Regions from separate parts of the Danio rerio genome. Here region 2 is linked to region 1. The links are chromatin contacts, called in public HiChIP or PLAC-seq maps. All regions are on one chromosome and are shown on one strand. Each heading gives the region's core, a stretch centred on a gene start, on an enhancer-like site or on the middle of the called end of the contact. The rest is flanking DNA. Distances are from core to core; before and after follow the strand shown. Region 1 holds the start of gsx1 (GS homeobox 1). Region 2 holds the start of gtf3aa (general transcription factor IIIAa).

Evidence for each region. HiChIP or PLAC-seq counts read pairs in DNA pulled down with a chosen protein or histone mark.
Region 2: an H3K4me3 HiChIP or PLAC-seq map of gastrula embryo shows a contact between it and region 1, with 2.9 times the contacts expected there. The contact joins the promoter of gtf3aa here to the promoter of gsx1 in region 1. A contact is called at or near these places in 2 of 4 datasets of contacts at active chromatin or transcription factors (embryo and gastrula embryo).

What each region holds. Positions count from the first base shown.
Region 1 is chr5:73,932,172-73,935,396 of GRCz12tu, forward strand. gsx1 (GS homeobox 1) reads right to left here and starts at 1,496. Exons shown (of 2, transcript NM_001012251.1): 1 at 1,044-1,496; 2 at 40-954. The coding sequence starts at 1,422. The coding sequence ends at 602. It also overlaps a transcript of mtif3 not described here.
Region 2 is chr5:74,014,307-74,017,630 of GRCz12tu, forward strand. It overlaps gtf3aa (general transcription factor IIIAa), which reads right to left and starts at 1,670. Exons shown (of 9, transcript NM_001003866.1): 1 at 1,442-1,670. The coding sequence starts at 1,573.

The DNA.
Region 1 (3,225 bases), core at 246-2,745:
ATAACATGTCTGCAAAATCATCTGACGTGAGACATCGTATTGTCACTAAGAAATATTCTTTATTTTCAGCATTAATGTTTTTTAAATAAATAAATATTCTCATTACAATAAAAGTACAATAACAAATTCTGTCATCGAAGTGACGTATACATCGGATACATCCCATATCTCCATTCTGTCACCAAAATGTGCTTAAAGCTACCCTGTACTCACCATACAAACAAAACAAAACCAAACAGTTCTGGATATGCATATATAAAAAAATACAAATAGAAATTAAAAAGTAGGTAAATAATATAATATTTTTGTTCGTTTTGGACCGCTCAGATTTTTAAAAACCTTTTGGTGACAGGAATCATATTTGGATGCAGAACTATGGGCTTATCAGCAAGTTGTTTTCAGAAAAAAAACTACAAACATTGAACATGTATACAAATGTACAACATTAAAAGGGATACGCAGACCCCGAACATATATAAAGTTTTGTTTCTTCCTTTCTCGCTATGTACAGGTGACGGCGCGCGCAGATGCCGTCGCTTTTTGGCTGCATTCAAGATTCCACAGGTGTGGCGTACAGAGTCTTTTGAGGTGATGGTCATGTTCACGGGCTGACGGACAGGTCTGCGTCCTCTTTCTCTGATGACGGGGGAGACATTGGGAGGTCATCCTCTTCCTCGGAGCACCGGGCGGAGGACAGGGAGGATGAGCACTTGCAGTTGTGCGCGCCCGTTCTGTGGGAGCCGCTTTTGCCTTCTTTTTTGTGCTTTACGCGGCGGTTCTGGAACCAAATCTTGACTTGCTTCTCGGATAGATTGAGGTAAGTTGCGATCTCTATGCGCCGAAGTCTCGACAGGTACATGTTGGAGGTGAACTCCCTTTCCAACTCCAAGAGTTGCGTGCTGGTGAACGCAGTGCGCATGCGTTTGCTGCTCTGAAGTTGACTGCTGCTATTTTCTGTTGAACAATAAACAAAAAGTTAAGTTGCTGATATACATAAAAAGTTTAATTGCAAAACTTTTTCAATGCACAAATGACACACTTACCTATGGATATGCAGTGGAACTGTCGTGGATCTGGAACCGGATAAGCGGCTTGATATAAGCCAGAGCCGCTGTTGAGGTTTACGCCGCTGGATGTGGAGTGCTGTCTGGAGAGCGCGGAGTGGCAATACTGGGTGCCGAACGCTGGAAATGAAGCCTTGATGAGGGGCAGCGCTGGGGGAGATGGGTGAAGCTGAGAAGTGACGCACAGCGGGCAAAAGCACAGCAGACCCGCTTTTCGAGAGTGGCAGGAGCCGGCGGAGAGGCTGTGGAGAGGATGAGAAGGATGCACCGCGTACGGAAATAACGGAGGGCTGTTCTCTGTGCCCTTTTCGCTGTTCTCCCTCAAAATCAAGGAATCCACAAGAAAGGATCTTGGCATCTTGACAGCGCCGTGTGTCTTCACCTGATGTCTGTTAGAAAGTTTCAGTCTCGCTCGTGTACCAAATGCTGGATGGCAGAATGGTGCTGAGGAGAAAGTGTCCCTGCTTAAATAGTTGGAGAGCCAGTGCGCCCATGTGACGGTTACGCTACTAGCGGCTGAGAGCTCTCAATAGGGTTTTGTGCCTTTTCTCTCGGCATTCACTCTGCACGCTTCCCTATTATTTCACTTGTTAACTAAATGAACTGCATAATGTAGTCTATTCTTGTCAGCCCCACCCACACTGCAAGAGGCGGTACTGCCCCTTCTCCCTTTTAAAATTTCCCCTCCTTTTATACCATTACTCTTTAGTGTCGTTTTAAACTTTATTTTCTTTCTCACGCGATCACATGGACACTATTGCTCTTTTAATTAATTTCATTCAAAGAGGGCCGTCGTTTGTTCCGCGTGAACTCATTAGACATTCGGTGCATACGCCGTACGTCAGCAGGCTCATCGGCCCGGTTCCACCTGCGACTCAGCCCATCATTAACTATTATAACAATTACAGGACTTGTTTTCAGAGAGCGTGTTTCGGGAGTATTGAAAATATAATAATGACTGCATTATTTGCAGTCTGTTTGTGTACGCCACTGACGTGCCGTTTAGTTGCGCATGGAACATCTGCTGAGATCTTTCTTTCCGAACTAAACATTTTAATTCGGATACCGATCTGTCTTCATTTAGGACGATTTTTTTCAAAATTTAATTTATGATTTATTTTTTCCTTAAGGAGACATTATCCATAGCTAGTCAACATCTGAAGTGGCAAACGTATTTTAAAATCGTTTTACACTATAATAAAAAGGATATGACAAAAAAGTTAAGACAACAGATATTTGCATGTTGCTTTAACTTATTTTAACAGTCTATCAGGTTCATCTACATTTTTAAGTTATAACCTAATAGTTTCAGTCAGTTTGATTGATGTAAGTTGAGATGACTCGAAAATTTAAGGCAGCAACATCTTTTTACAGTGAATGTGTTCAATCGTTTCAGGACAACTTTGATGAAAGGTTTTCATCCACTTCAAATGCTGAGTACTGTACGTCATTTTAATTTTGCTCTTATATTTACATGCACAGATTCATAATTTCCAACTATGTTTAATTCCATTTTTATGATAACACTTTAAAAACATATATGTTACAAGTTTGTGTGTCTATTATGAGGCAAATGTATCACTGCCAAACTTAAAAAAAGGACGCGTCGCGTCACAACCTCAAAGCGATGAGGTTAAAAAACAGTGATTAATTCCTGCGCGCGGGCCCCCGCAGAGTCCGGGAAGGAATATATAAAAATAACCAGGTTTTCACTCTCCCAGCCCTTATTGAATGTCATTGTGGAGAGTTTTCAATGCGACAGAGAAAGGCTCGAATTAAAGTGTGTGACAGCGGCGGACAAAGTGGCACAAAGCCGACTCTGTCAGTGAGGGCCCGAATGCACGGCGAGTGAAAGCCCCTGCCCGCCGCGCCCTGATTGAATTAAGTAATAGGAAAACATTTTCTTTCACTTTAGGTTTGCTAAACAAGATGTTCAAAGGAAAAGGGGATTCTAATGCGTGAGTAAACAGCGAAATGTGGATTTAACGTCCTCTTTGGGATATACTTTATAAGTTGCAAATAATAATCCCACGTGAAAACAATGTATAGTAATTTATACTGTTGAACCACACTGTAGTAACGTGTACTATACGGTATATATTGTAGTATGTCCAGCTCTTTGTTAATGAATGCTACAACATGCTTTCTATGGTAAATTTAT
Region 2 (3,324 bases), core at 420-2,919, 82 kb after region 1:
CGATCTACTGCAGTTCAACCGAGCATCAGAATGGGGAAGAAAGGTGATTTATGTGACTTTGAGCATGGCCTGGTTGTTGGTGCCAGACAGGCTGGTCTGAGTATTTCAGAAACTGCTGATCTACTGGGATTTTCACGCACAACCATCTCTAGGGTTTACAGAGAATGGTCAGAAAAAGAGAAAATATCCAGTGAGCGACAGTTCTGTGACACAAATGCATTTTTGATGTCGGAGGTCAGAGGAGAATGGCCAGACTGGTTCCAGCTGATAGAAAGGCAACAGTAACTCAAATAACTACTCGTGACAACTGAGGTCTGCTGAAGAGAATCTCTGAACACACAACACATTCAACCTTGAGGCAGATGGGCTACAGCAGCACAAGACCACACCGGGTGCCGCTCCTGTCTGCTAAGAACAGGAAACTGAGGCTACAATTCACACAGGCTTACCAAAACTGGACAAGAGAAGGTTGGAGAAATGTTGCCTGCTCTGATGAGTCTCCGTTTTTACTATGACATTCGGATGGTCGGGTCAGAATTTGGTGTCAACAACATGAAAGCATGGATCCATCCTGCCTTGTATCAACGGTTTAGGCTGGTGGTGGTGGTGTAATGGTGTGGAGGACATTTTCTTGGCACACTTTGGGCCAATTAGCACCAATTGAGCATTTGGGCAATTGAGTAAATTTGGTATTTTACCATGTCAACGCCACAGCCTACTTGAGTATTGTTGCTGACCATGTTCATTCCATTATGACCAGTGTCCCCATCTTCTGATGGCTACTTTCAGCAGGATAACGCACCATGTCATAAAGCGTAAATCATCTCAGACTGGTTTCTGGAACATGACAATGAGTTCACTGTACACAAATGGCCTCCACAGTCACCAGATCTCATTCCAAAAGAGCACCTTTGGGATGTGGTGGAACGGGAGATTCGCATTATAGATGTACAGTCAACAAATCTGCAGCAACTGCGTGAAGCTATGTCAATATGGAGACAAATCTATGAGACAAAATTTCCAGTACCTTGTTAGCATTAAGGCAGTTCTGAAGGCAAAAGGGGGTCTTGTACGATGTACCTAATAAAGTGGCCGGTGCGTGCATGTTGTACGTTGATAGTTATTGCATGCTAATATGTTTTCCCTTTTTAGAATTTACTAAGAATAAGTAACTTTACTGAAATTATATTATTAAGAAGAAAGCCCGAATATGAAACCAGCTTCATCTCAATTATTACAGGAATACTGAGGTACACATTCGCACCGTTATTTCATTTTATTCTTGCTAATTTGAATATCTGATGTAAAATCACATGTAATATGGCTTCAAAACAACATTAGCACTATTTAAACTGTGAACAATGTTGTACTTTGATAGTCATTAGCAGCTAATATGACACTCATCCCCAATCTTCGAGCACATGTGTGTGTGTTAACTGACCTCTCCGGTGTGTTTGCAGAGATGCGCTTGTAGCTTCCACTCTCGGTTGTAATACGCGTGACATTCCGGATAGGAACAGATAAATATTTCGCCCAGTTGATCAACATTGGCATTAGTTTCATCCATTGTCATATGTTCAGAAATAGCGGTATAAATTTAGGTCCCTCGTGCGCTCCTTCATTTTGATTGCCGACGTAAACTCTGACGTCAAAGCATGCGACAACACTGTATGGAAAGCCATTGAGGCCAAAATTTTAAAGCGTGCACAAAACGCAAATGGTACTTTACCACGTGTTTATATATATGACAAAATACATAAAATAAGATGTATATATAGTGTGGACTAAGCCTAATTTATTACAAACCAGTCGCTCTGACACTTGTTATTGTAGTACACTAAAACTACCTGTAAGAAAATAAAGTTAACTGAAATCACAGTAAATTAAATACTAAAACTGAAGTAACATGAACTGAAAAATTTATTAAAATCAAATAATAATTCCTAAAATATTCTTCTGTTAGCTCTGAACTCTAAAGTAGAATTAATAAAACCCAAATATATATGAACTAAATAGAAATGTGCTCACAAAATAAAAATGCCTAAAAGCCATGAAATGAACTAAAACCAAACCAAAAATAAGCATCAAATTGAAAAATAGTATAGAAATAACAGCTAACTTTGAGTTGTGTAACTATAACCTCGGCTCTGACATCTGTGGTAATGTCATTGTTTTGGTGCCTCATGCTGTTCCACCTCAGATCCTTCACAGACCCTCCCGACCCCCTGCAGGACACACACAGAGCCAATCGGTCTGTAAATGACACAGTTAACAAGACGAACTCACTTCATTCTCCAGCGTTTTTACTCAATTACCAAGCCAAGATCCTGCAGGTGGATCAGACAGTGCAAAAATCAAATAATAATAATAATAATAATAATAATATTAATAATAAATGCACTTTGGGATTTACATTAGGATTACACAGTAGATATCCCGTCAAGCAATTTTGTGCTCAATACAAATCTAATACACTCTAAAAAACATGGGGTTATTTTTTTCTACCCAAATCTTGGGTTGAGGCATTTTGGGTAATTTTATTTAACTTTTTTCAGAATCTTGGGTGGTTTCAACCCAGGTTTTTGAGTCAAATCAACTCACAGCAAGGGCTGACTGGAATACCACATATTATACTAATTTGTTTAATTGCAATGAAAATAGTTTAACATAAACGCAGATTGCTTGCATTTTCAGATGATTAAAATTTGATTTATGCTCATAGCAGCCCTTAGTCAGACCTTTCTGAATTTTAAAACTTCTTACTACCACCGTTTGTACACCTGTGATCACAGCTGCACATCCCCCACCGTACCTCAGTGACACCTAGTCAAAACAGCACAATTGCTGGGTCATGTTTCGCGGGCATTTTTGGATCAAATTAACCTATTAATTAAGTAAAAATAACCAATTATTGGGTAGAAAAAACAACCCATTTATAGGGTTAAAAATAACAACCCAATTACTTGGGTAAATTTAACCCCTGATGTGTTCTGTCCCATATTTACCCAGCGGTAGGGTTAAAAACAACCCAATTTGGGTTATTTTTAACCCTGTAGATGTCCACTACCTGACAAAATTCTTGTCGCCTAAGTTTTAGCAACAACTAATAATAACATATATATATATATATATATATATATATATATATATATATATATATATATATATATATATATATATATATGTATGTATGTATGTATATATATATATATATATATATATATATATATATATATATATATGTATGTATGTATATATATGTATATATATATATGTGTGTGTGTGTGTGTGTGTGTGTATATATATATATATATATATATATAT